2 separate regions of the Mus musculus genome follow, and region 1 is linked to region 2. The links are chromatin contacts, called in public HiChIP or PLAC-seq maps. All regions are on one chromosome and are shown on one strand. The core of a region is the stretch at or near the end of the contact, and the rest is flanking DNA. Distances in the headings are between cores, read along the strand shown.

Region 1 (6,178 bases), core at 1,906-4,405, 61 kb after region 2:
TGTTTTATTTGTCTGTTTTGGGTTTTTTTTTTTTTTTCACTTTCTACACTTTCTATTTTTTTTTTTTTCCATCAGCAGAGGGAACAGAAACTTGCAAGAGAAGACTTGTGTCTATAAACAAATACAGTAAAGTCTGGAATGAACTAAAAACAGTCTATCCCGTCCGTCCCCTAAATTTTGCATCAACTGGAATACGCTTTTATGTTTTAAAAATGTCATGATTGACATTTTAGTGTGTGGTTTTTTAAATTTTATACATCTTAATAATTAATAGTCTCTTATTTACATGCTTGTATGTAAACAGACTAATTTAAAAATATTTTAAAATTAATTTTGTAAGTTAGTATACCATTTTATCGTGGTATTGGGATACATATTGTGGCATTGTACTTAGTTCTAATTTATGCACACACCCTCCTGCCCTTGCTTGGTGGTCTCTGTCCATCCACCAACTACTCCTCCAAGCTGCTTTCATTTTATATAAATTCCATCACTGTCTCTTTCCATTCTCTCCCTCCCTGAAGTCCCTCTTTGCCTCCCTCCCCACCTTTTATATAAGAGAAAACATGGCATTTGTCCTGGAGTGAGCAGAATAAATTCTAGGCTCTGGGGTTGTTTGTTTGTTTGTTTGTTTTTGAGTTTTAAAATGTTTATTGTGAAAGAATGATCTCATCAAGGTGAATTCTTTTAATCGGTCATTAAAGCATCCATTTTTCTGCACAGTAAAGCGAAAGCAAGAGATTACAGCCACCAGCCTCCTTTTTGCCAGGATCCCCTGATAACATAGCTTAGTGTGGGTATCTTTGCAATGCTTGGATAAGCGGTTTTTATAAGTCTCTTTAATGGAACCCTTCAAAGGGTAGCAAATAACAGAAAAAATGGGACATCAGTGCAAGCCTAAAGAGAAGAATAAATCCCCATCCTGAGTGTTACATTGCTGTCCCACTTGGCGAAATGCTCCTGCTCAAAGATCTCACAGCACTGGTAGAGTTGGGAGCCCGGCAGGCAGTGTTTGTTTATCTGTGGACCACCTCATCCAATACCCTCTTCTTTCCATTCTTTCTCTAATCCTACACTCAGGACATTAGGCATAAACAAAGACTTTTCTTAGAAGGGAAGGTGTTGAAGAGATGACTCAGCAGTTAAGAGCACCGACTGTTCTTCCAGAGGACCTGGGTTCAATTTCCAGCACCCACATGGTGGGTCCCAACCTGTAATAACTCTAGTTTGAGGGGGGGATCTGGCGCCCTCTTCTGGCCATCTTATGCACTGCATGCATGCGGTACACATTCAAGTAAACATTCGTACACATAAAATAAGTTTCTAAAAAAAATTTTTTTTTAAAATGTCAGTAGTACTCTGGTAAAATGACAGAGCAGGTAGGTTATCTCTGTGGCTTGTCGAGTGAAGAGTTGAAGATTTAAATGGGATATTCAGACTTGACTTTACCTGCATGGATAGTTCAGTTTATGGAGAATTCATACAAAGCACCGACTTCATAGTTTCTCCCTCAGAGCATAATGCAAATAAGCCCAGGCTCATCTCACTGCAGTCAGGGACAGATCAACCCAGGGACGTTACTATCATTCCCCAGACTGCCCGGTCCTGAAGATGAGCAAGCACTGAATTAATGAAAAACTTGAAGGAACCATCCTACCGTGTTAATGGTTTTTCTACCTTTTATTACTCTGCCAGAGAAACATTCCAGAACAGCAGCAGAAACGGGAGAGACAGGTTAGCAGCTGCTCAAAGCTGAAGGAACCCCCAGGTCACGGAGGGGTGGGGCAACCGCCATCAATGCTCCCTGCCAGCCTTTGAGTGGTGGTTTACTGTTTGTAATGCGCAGCCGCAGAACAACCATTAAATAACCCACAGTGCGCAGGATCTCCATGGGTCGCTGGAGCAAGCACTTGTAACCCTGGTGTCCATGACAGAGCTGTCTCAAGCTGCCCTCATGCTCACTCATTTTTAGGGGGGTGGCGCTTGGGGAGTCCAGATTTGTTGAACATAGGTACAACCCTGCTTAAATGATAGATGAGAAATGGTGATTTTGGCTTCAGTATTTTAGCATTGTGTCTCCAGTATTAAATAGCTCCATGTACCTCACTGAAAACTGGCCTTCTGGGTCTCATTTACGCTCCTGTATGTCTTTGATCATATTAATTAAAATCCACTTCCCTGAGCCAGCCTCCTCTCTGGATTCCCGCTCGTTCCTCCCTTCCTAGTGTACATGTGTTTTAGCTCAAGGGACCTGCTTCCATCTTAAAGGTGATCTGGCCGGGATTGGGGGGGGGGGACCCAGAACCTTATTCCTTCCTAACAAGAATGGATTCCTAACACTTTCCAAAGATGCTTAAGCGACCACACCCGACAGTAAATCAGCTGTGTTCCGATGCGTGGACCATTTTGGAGACTTTCCACAAAGGAGTGAAGTCACCCAGAGACCTCTCAAAATCTTGGTGGCCCAGAGCAGGAGTGTGTGCCTCTGTGTGCTTGGGGACCCTGTGGTGGCTGTAATGTGGCCAGAGACCTGCACTGACCTGAGTGCCTTATCCAGGAGCACAGGATGTTTCTGGCACAGAAAAAGCCAGGGGCTGAACCTTTTGGATTTCTTGAATATTCTGGAGGGCTCCTTTTCATGGTTGGTTTGATATATTCATGACCAAAGCTTGAATGTGGTACTGGCAACTTAGGTATGGGCTCCGTGTGACAGATTCTTCATTAGAAGTCCATAGCTTTGGTTAGGCAATCTGCAAACTTTATTTTATTTTATTTTATTTATTTTTTGCTAATTACATTTTAAAACAAAACAAACAACAACAACAAAAACCACCTCACTGGGTAAGAATCCAGCTTTGTCTTCTGTAGTAACAGGTCTCTTTATTGTTTTTAATCATGGGGTTGGGGTTGGGGGTGGGGGAGAGAGAGAGAGAGAGAGAGAGAGAGAGAGAATGTGTGTGTGTGTGTGTGTGTGTGTGTGTGTGTGTTTTCACGAACCAGTAACCCGATCTCTCGTTACCACCCCCACTGCTGCCTCCTGGGTATACCCAATGCTTTCAACACATGTGTCCTCTGGAGGCTTGATCTCAGAGCATTTACATTCGGCTTGGCTTCCCAGCTTGCAAACTGCAGTGAGCCAGCCCCTGGGACGCTTCAGAGATTCGTCAGCAGTCTAGCTTATTCCTGTGTGTGTGTGTGTGTGTGTGTGTGTGTGTGTGTGTGTGTGTGTGTGCAGCGCACATGCACGTATGCCTCCCCCTTTCTCTCTCTCACCATTTCCAAGCTAGAATCACCGTGGAGAAGCAAGCCCTGAAATGTTGTCAAGATCTTTTCTCGGGGTAACGACTGGCTAAAAAAACAAATAAAAAGAGAGAGAAAGGAAGAAAAAGAAAGAAGGAAGAAAGGAAGGAAGAAAACAAAGGGTTGGAATATTGATTTTTCTTTGGAGGAATAACCAGGGCTTTGCTGGAGAGAACACCCAGTTCCTCCCTGAGGCGAGCTGAGTTGCCCGTGACAGCAGCCAGGGCTGGCTTGAAGCAGCCGCTCTGCCTGGGGAGTTCCCTAAATGGACTTTGGTCTCAATGCTGTGACTCTTTGCCGTGGGTTTGGATGTGGGAACACGGAAGGTGATCTCCTGCCTCGTCTCAACTCCCCTGATCTCAAGGAAAGATGAGTGAAGAGCCAAAGGAGAAGCCCGCCAAGCCTGCTCATAGGAAGAGGAAAGGAAAAAAGGTAAGAGGCAGGATCAACACGTTCTTCATTGTTCTCCCGGCTCCCGGGAGGTGATCTGGAGGCTGCCTTTTCCAGAGAGCTGTCTTTAGCCCGAGAAAGAAGCCACTAGAAGCAAGAATTGCTTTTGTTTTTTTCTCCCCTGTTAATGGGGTGTGTTCTGGGTTGCTGGCAAACACCTCGACTGGGGTCTATGGCTACAATATTGAAACAGTTAAAACATTGTGATTTGGATTTGCTGAGCTAGTGTTCCCTCTAATAGCAATGAAAGGAACATTAAGTAAACATATGTCCTAATTATGTGAGTGGGTGTGTTTCCCCTACCTTTTGAATTTTCCCCATGCTTGTGATCGGTAGGGTACAATTACTAATGAATATTCTTATGTTATGGATGCTAAGCTTTAATATATATTTTAGGCAAACTTGGGGAAACCTGTAGTTAGACTTTAAAAAAAAAACCCAGCATGGAGGTGAGCTCCATTTTAATTATCGATTCCTTTGATGGCGGATAAATCTCGGGTCTGCATTCAGCCCAGCTGCCTGTCAGCCATATGTCTCCAGGATCCATTCAGTTCATGGGATTCATTCTGCTTTCCACGCGGTTTGAGGTTTTGTCAAAAGAGCGGCAGAGGATTGCAGCAAACCTGTAGATTCATTCTGGGTGTCACGAATGTGCGTGTCATCCTAAGATGTGCCCTGAACTTTTCTGTTCATTTTGAAATGGGAAAGAAAGGTGATTCTCAGATGCGGGACTGTGATTTTTTTTTTAACCCACTGTGGCTCATAAACTGTCTCAGATTTAAGGTGTGCCACCAGAGGCAAGGCTAGATACATCTGGAACAAAGAAAAACAGGTCCCTTGAAACAGGACTGTAGCTCATGGCTTGTTGAAGGAGGATGGGTGATGGGCTCTCTGCGTCTTCAGTTCGAATTCTTAGATTTTTATGCTTTAATGCCCAGGTCTGATATATCTGCTGATGTCTCTTTAAAATGATTCCTTGCCTCCCAATGTGATGTATGCTCAGCCAGTGGACGCCCAGGGAATGATTGGGTATAGTAGAGAACATGAAAGATTGCAACCCTTGCTTGAATCGATCAAGCATTTCAAAAAATGCTCATAGCCTACTTACTATTTATGAAAAAGGTTCCTCTGAATAAGACATACTTTAATGGAGCTGCTACCAGCAGGCTCAGCTGAGGCATGTTCGGGGACATGCCAACATTCTTGGGCAGCCGTTCAACACCCTACCAAGTGAAGCTGTACAGATTGGTTTGAAGTCAGCTCTCCCCTCTTGGACCTTGGCTCCACAGGGCTTGACGGTATCAGAAAAGGTGCGAGTGTGATTTCCCCAGGGAGCGGGTCGCAGCTGCACAGCACAAATGATTTGCTTAATGCCTAGCCGAGGGGTGGCCTTTCTCAAGGCAAACTGTCAGCTCTGCTCATGTTTCTGAGCTGATCCCCTTAAGTGCCTGACAGGCTCCACCACGATTCTGAACACAGAGTGTCACAGAGAACCCAGGCGGACACATGAAGCCTGACAGCCCAATCTAGATGAAAATGAACAGCGTCTTGGGGTGGCTGTAAATCACGTGGACTCTTTGGACCTGATTCTTTTTTTTTTTTTTCTCCCCCCTTCCCCTTGAAATTTTTTTTCCGGCATTATCTCATGTCTCCCATGAGGTGATTCTGTGTGGTGCAGCGCACAATGCATTAGACAGCCATGAGCCCTTCCCATTCGATGCCACAGTGTCCTGCCTGCTGCCTCCATGTTCTTGACTAAAGCCTCCGTTGCCCCCCCCCCCCCCACTTCTAAAGTCTGTGTTGTGGCTCAGTGGACTCCAAATTCCAGACCACCAGACTCCAGTCCTTCAAAATACTGCACCCTTGTGCCAATGTTTTGTCTTTCATTCCTGTGAAGGACAGTGGAGTTCTTACCAGCATCCACCCCCACCCCCAAGCTAAACCATTTTCTTCTCACACCTATCTTTGACACCAAGAGAGCCTTTCAGTATCGAGTGGTTTAGTGTTATCCCTTGCATCCTTGAAGGTCAAGTGTCCCATCCCTTGATTCACCTTGGTATGCAGAGAGCAGGCCCTTGGGGAATGGTCCACCCCCCTCTTCTGCCACTGCATTCAAGTTAGTGTTAGAGTCCGGTGTTCTTAGGCACATGGACTCTCTGATGTTCATCACAGCCGCTTGGTATGCAGTTGGCGCTAAATAAGTAACTTCTCTCTAGGAGTTTAGAAGAGCCACAAAAAAAAAAAAAAAAAAAAACCAAACAGCTCTTCCGTTAGGAAACCTTGTCTCATATTTTCCAGCTCAGAGAGATTATCTTTCACTATTGGTTTGAAAGTGAATCGTCTCTTTAAATCAGCAAATATTTACATGTTTAAGAGAATATGCATTAATTTTAAACTAGGTGGTTGAGAATGAAATGGAATATACTTT
Region 2 (6,389 bases), core at 182-2,681:
GCCCGGCAATTCCTCAGTTTTTATTATTTCATTTCTTTTCGTGTTTTGAGCAGGTTCTTACGTAAATCGATGTGGCTTTGAACTTGTCATGTCACTTAGAATGACCTTGAACTCCTGATCCTGTGGACTGTACCTCCTGAGTGCTGGGATAATGGGTGTGTGCTGCTGCATCTGGCTCCTGTCAGGTTTTAGTGTGTGTAAATGTGTGTGTGTGTGTGTGTGTGTGTGTGTGTGTGACCTTCCATTATGATATCATGTATAAAAAACACAAGAGTAGGAATAATCTGTAAAAATATGGAGACAGAACTTGGCAGGAGGGGGAGTGAACACCAAAGATACAATGAAAGGCCTGATTGAGAGTGTCACCCTGAACATCTCCATCATAAAAATGTACCTTGATAATTAAACTCATGATGACAATCTATAATCAAAAAGGGAAAAAAAAAAAAACAAATTACAAAGCTCTTTGGGTCACCGTGGACTTTAGGTAGTTCTTACTACTGATCATCATTATCTCAGATGAACACAAGCTTTCTAAATAGAGAAATTAATGAGAGAAAATGATACATTTGAATTTGTTCCCTTGCCCTTTGGGGATCTGTTAGAATGTAACAAACTGCTTGTTGGTGGCTTGGGGTGAAATCTCCCTCAAGTGCGTTTGAACACATGGTCCCCAGCTGGTGGCAATGTTTGGGGAGGTGTTGGAATTGTTGAGAAGCGGAGCCTAGCTGAAGGAGTGGGCTTATTGGGGTGTGGGGCTCCTTGGGGTTTTTGTTCTGTTCTTGCTTCCTGACCTGGAAATAAGTGAGCCGCTTCACATGCCTGCAGCCTCTCCATACCACAAGGAACTCTGTTGCTCTCAGTTATAATCAGCCTTTTCTTAACTTGCTCCTTGTCAGGCTTTCGGTCACTGGGTTTTGAAAAAAAAAAAATACACACACACACACACACACACACACACATATATATATACACATACACACATATGTGTGTGCATGTGTTTGTATTGCTATAAGCCAGTTTAGTGTTAAAGCGCCTCAAGTTAGCTGCCCCATCTTGTCCTCTTGGATCCTTAGCCCTGGCCAAAGCTTTAATAACAATACCCTCTCCATGCAAACCTCACATTTTGCAGCTTTGTCTATGTGTCCTTGATTTAGGAAGGTGTATTTGCTTTACATAGATTAACAGATTCCTGTGTGTGTGCTTTTGTGTCTCTGTGTGTTATTCGGGGCCTGTTGTTATACAGACGTGCAAATACAGTCCCTGAAGTTATTCGGGGCCTGTTGTGGGTGCCTATGCTGTAAGGATGGTGTTTTGTGATCCCTCATAGCCCAGGGCAGATCTCGATCATCCAGGTAGAGATGATTACTTCTTATCGTCCTTATCTCAGATGAGCTGGCTTTCAAAACACTGAATTCATATAATCAGATAAACATCTGTATTATGGTCTCTCTACAGGCAGATTAGTGACTTCCTGAATTCTAATGGTTGAGTCTGGGTGCTCTTGTGCTGTCCCCCACCCCCAATGCCAGTGTTAAAAATTACATGATAGATTCCACATAACTTCATTGCACCAAGCCCTCCTTTTCCTTTCTCCTGTATCTAACCCCATTTTCCCAAACCAGATGTCTTAGAGTTTTACTGCTGTGAACAAGCACCGTGATCAAGGCGACTGTTATAAAGGACAACATTTAATTGGGGCTGGCTTACAGGTTCAGAGGTTCAGTCCAGTATCATCAAGGCAAGAATATGGCAGCATCCAGGCAGGCATGCTGCAGGAGGAGCTGAGAGTTCTGCATCTTGTTATGAAGGTAAACATGAGAAGTCCAGCTTCTAGGGAGATAGGAGGAGGGTCTTAAAGACCACACCCACAGCGACACACTTCCTCCAACAAGCTATACTTCCTAATAGTGCCACTCAAGCATGCTCAAACCATCACACCAGGATTCCAGCATATGTCTTATTTAAATAACTTCATCATTTCCATCTATAAACCTGCCATGGTGCCCCACACATGGTCTTGGCATTTCATAGGATAATGTGTCAAGTTTCAGGCCAGCAGGCCTATAGTATGAGATGACCTCAAAAGTATTTTTTCCTATTCTTCATATGATTCTGTATTTATTTTAATAAGCAGATGTTATCAGACTTCATGCCAGGTACAAGTGAGCAAGAAAGAAATAGTTCCTGTCCTCAGTTTCCCCTTTATAAATGATCTCCAAAGCCTCTTAGTTTGGTTAACCTAGAAGGCTCTAGAATGCTGGGTGGTCTGGGATGGATTGGTTCCATGGTAATTCAAGCACATTACACTAAAGATCTTGGTATATTTATTTAAAACACCTATAAAACAATATGTCCAGAGGCTTTTGAGATTTACAAAGATTTATCTCTTAAAGAAAATAGAAATAAAACATCAAATTCAGACTAAAACACAGCTGGATTTTTAGTTATGTAAACAAGTTAGGAAGATGTTGTTTTTCCTTGTAGTTTTGGATTGTTCTGGCACAGAATGATCTTCTAATCTGAAGGTCTCTTGTGGGGCACTTTCCTCTAGTAGCTACCTCTTTGACTATATTTGGCAGGTACATTTGTGGGTATATGGGCATCTTCCTGTTTCACACGCATGCATGATGGAGGAACAGGTGCTTGGCTGTGATGTAGGTTGTATTGCTTGGGTTTTACTTGGCTCAAGGCATAGCAGAACCAGTAGACATGAAACCTAGTTCTCTGCTGAGATCAGCTTTGCAAACTGCCTCTTCTGCTTCGGTCTATCTCATCTCTTTATGTGCCATGTCCTTTTGTTTTAATTTTAATAACAACCTTTTATTATTGATTTTGCTGTCATATGTGATTTCAGGTCTTTTTCATTATCATCTTAGTTGTAATAAAAATTTGGGTTGACTCATTAAAGAATCCATCCACTCCCATGCAGTTTCTTAATATTCCACATCAACTTTAAAACCATGGAAACTGCCTAGTGGTGGTGGCACACACCTTTTATCCCAGCACTCAGATGCAGGCCAATCTGAGTTTGAGACTAGCATGGAAGAGAGAGAGAGAGAGAAAGAGAGAGAGAGAGAGAGAGAGAGAGAGAGAGAGAGAGAGAGAGAGAGAGAGAGAGAGAGAGAGATCCAGGACTGCCAGCACTACACAAAGAAACCCTGTCTCGAAAAACTGACCCACAAACATAAAACAAAAGAAAAAAAGAAACATGGAAACTAAGACAAATGCAGTGATTCACGGCTGCATTCTGTACACCTACATTCTGCATATCTGCATTCTGTACATCTGTATTTGCATGTCTGTATTCTACTGCACATCTACTAGTGCAGAAGTGTGCCTGTACTACTCAGGAGGACCACTGCAAGCTTGTGCTAGAGTGAGCTGCAGAGAGAGTTCCAGGCTAACCTCAGCCTGGGCTACACTGAAACATTGTTTCAAAAAGCTAAGATAACAAAGTAAAATAAAATCTTTGGAAAGTGCACATCTATGCAAAGAGCCTTAGGATCCACATCTGTAGAAGAGTGAGGAGAGCAGGAGGGCTGGGCAAAAATGTATTTGTGGATTTTGTTAGTGTCAGGTTCGTAATTTGTAAAATGAGATAAACAGCAATTCCTGTCTTCAGATGTGGCTCGTCCTGTTTTATATTAAATGTACAGTCGTTCAGGGCCGCTCCTCCTCTTCTGTTGCTAATAACGCATCTGCTTCCTTTCTTTTTATTCATTAAAGAAAATCACCACTTTAAAGCAGTCAGTGATCTCCATAATTAGTGTTAGTGTTAAATTTAAAAAAAATCACTGCGAAGTAAAATAAAATAGAACAATACAAATAATAACAACCCTCCACCCCACCCCCCACATACGCGGGGATGGTTTTCTAGTGTCTCACTTGGCTCTGGTGATGGACCCGTGGAACGTTGAATTCATCCCGAGCCAGCTCTTGGTAGCAGATGGAAGGCTTTAGAAACCATGTTGTTGAAATTCTTTGGACCATGGCGTGAGTCAACCTGGGTTAGAGTTTAGAAGGCCCTGCACCTTCACAGCTGTAATGGCAGGGAGGTTGCTACTCTCTGGTGCCTTAGTTTCTGTGCCCACGAGGAGGAGACAATGAAGGTGCCTCATTTCACAGAGTTGTTTCTGGAGGATGAAGGAAATATCTGAGAGAACTTGGTGGCAGCCCCTGACACAATGCAAGGTTTGACTCTCTCTCTGGTTCATGGTCTTGATACAACTAACCTTGAGTTCCACATACAGAGTGAATACCTTGGTAGTGGTGCATTTTTGATATAATAGTCATTTATTATTATTATTATTATTATTATTATTATTATTATTATTATTATTGGCATCAAGTAGTTGACTCTCAGTTGTGTGTATGGAACTTGGAAAAGTCACAAATTCAGGATCCCCTTGGAAATGGGCTGTGGGCTATGGCGGACTGAGTAAGAATGGCCCCATAGGCTTACATATTTGAATGCTTAGTTATCAGGGAGTGGCACTATTTGAAAGAGTTGCAAGGAATAAGAGGTGTGGCCTTTTAGGAGGAAGTGCATCACTATAGGTGGGCTTTGAGGCTTCAAAAGCCCTTGACAGGGTTAGGCTTTCTGTCTCTGTGTCTCTCTGTCTCTCTGTCTCTCTTCCTCTGGATCAGGATGTAGTTCTCAGCTACTGTTCCAGCTCCTAGCAACAGGCTGTCATGTAACACCCACCACCCCCCACCCCCATGATGATAAGCAGGTTCCAATTAAATCGTTTCTTCCCTAAGAGTTGCCAAGGTCATAGTTTCTCTTCCCAGCAAAGAAGAGACACTATGTCTCCTGGGATTTGATCCATGTTTTCCTGCCCATTACCTGAAGGTGCAATTCAGTTAACAAGGACATAGGAGTTGTGTGAGACAGTCTTGAGAGGATTGCTCTGGACTTCAGGATAATCTTACTGGAGAATAATAGTTGGGAAGTGAGCCCAGGTGTCCCTCTAAGTCTTGCAGACCCTGGAGTTTAGAAACCAATAGTCTTTTTTTTTTTGTTTGTTTGTTTTTGTTTTTTTTTGAGACAGGGTTTCTCTGTGTATCCCTGGTTGTCCTGGAACTCAGAAATCCACCTGCCTCTGCCTCCCAAGTGCTGGGATTAAAGGCATGTGCCACCACCACCTGGCTTTTCTTTTCTTTTCTTTTCTTTTCTTTTCTTTTCTTTTCTTTTCTTTTCTTTTCTTTTCTTCTTTTCTCTTCTCTTCTCTTCTCTTCTCTTCTTTTTTCTTGTTTTCTTTTCTTTTCTTTTCTTTTCTTTTCTTTTTATTACAGAAACCAATAGTCTTAGAGGAATCAGTCAGTGTCTGGAACTTATGTCTGGAGGCTCTGCTACCCCTGACCGAGCTGTGTGGTAACTCTGGGCAAGTCAAGGATCCCTTTGCTCATCTTATTTATTTATCATTTATTTATAAAACCCCTTATGTCTCCCCTATGTCTTGGCACCACACCATACCTTCCATTCTTGTTAGCATCATGACCAAGGTGAAGAATAACACACTCTTGCTTCTCTGGGAGACATGGACACAAAACCTGGTGTATAGGGGATATTTTCTACTTGAAGTCTATAGTACTAAAGTGAGTTATAACTAATGCAATACCATTTAGTTTATTCTATTGAAATATGCCCATTTACTGCAAGCATATGACTTCCACCTGGCTGGCAGAATGAGATCAGTAAGGCAAGCTTGGTTAGAGGCAGGGCACAGGGAGAGGGGAAGGTCGTGGGGAAGCTGGTGTTTGAGGCATGGGTGTGGCTTTTGTCAAGCTTTTGTCTTGGAGGTGACCTTCTAGGAGGCTCTTAGGCCCCTCCTGGGGTAGGGATTGGAGAAGAGATCCAAATCTTTTTGAAGTTCAGAGAGGTTTTGGAGGGATAGTATTTGAAATTACTGTTATGGTGTAGGGACAAAGTCCAGGAGATGGGGCTGCTCTCCTAGAAGAGGCAGAACTGACTATGGAAGGAGCAAAAAGGTGACTTTGTGACCTTCTCTGCCTACAGGCAGGTCAGCTTCTCCACACAGGGTTTTCACTCTGGCACTTGTAAGTTCGTTTTTTTCCTTCCTTCCTTCCTTCCTTCCTTCCTTCCTTCCTTCCTTCCTTCCTTCCTTCCTTCCTCTCTCTCTCTCTCTCTCTCTCTCTCTCTCTCTTTCTTTCTTTCTTTCTTTCTTTCTTCTGATTCATTTATTTATTTCTTTTATATGAGTACACTGTCTCTGTCTCCAGATACAAGAAGAGAGCATCAGACCCCGTTACAGATGGTTGTGAGCCACCATGTGGTTGCTGGCAATTGAACTCAGGACCTCTGGAAGAGCATCAGCCAGTGCTCTTAACTGCTGAGCCATTTCTCCAGCCCCTTGTGTTTTGTT

The links. HiChIP or PLAC-seq counts read pairs in DNA pulled down with a chosen protein or histone mark.
Region 1: an H3K4me3 HiChIP or PLAC-seq map of the SCID.adh cell line shows a contact between it and region 2, with 22 read pairs. The contact joins the promoter of Ank3 here to the enhancer-like site in region 2. A contact is called at or near these places in 1 of 39 promoter capture datasets (hippocampal neurons), 16 of 484 Hi-C or Micro-C datasets (the AtT-20 cell line, the G1E-ER4 cell line, the N1E-115 cell line and 10 more) and 16 of 115 datasets of contacts at active chromatin or transcription factors (the SCID.adh cell line, SST interneurons, VIP interneurons and 12 more).

The regions. Positions count from the first base shown.
Region 1 is chr10:69,530,553-69,536,730 of GRCm38.p6, forward strand. It overlaps Ank3 (ankyrin 3, epithelial), which reads left to right and starts at 3,156. Exons shown (of 43, transcript NM_146005.3): 1 at 3,156-3,732. The coding sequence starts at 3,670. It overlaps Gm51806 (a long non-coding RNA gene), which reads left to right and starts at 3,738. Exons shown (of 2, transcript XR_003949008.1): 1 at 3,738-6,178.
Region 2 is chr10:69,471,285-69,477,673 of GRCm38.p6, forward strand. No RefSeq gene overlaps it. Among named protein-coding and RNA genes, the nearest start is that of Ank3, 59 kb to the right of the region's middle. Within about 2 kb of position 1,432, at least 4 of the 459 cell types and tissues checked have an H3K27ac peak or open chromatin away from gene starts, as enhancers often do. A contact at or near this core is called in the SCID.adh cell line, where this site is marked.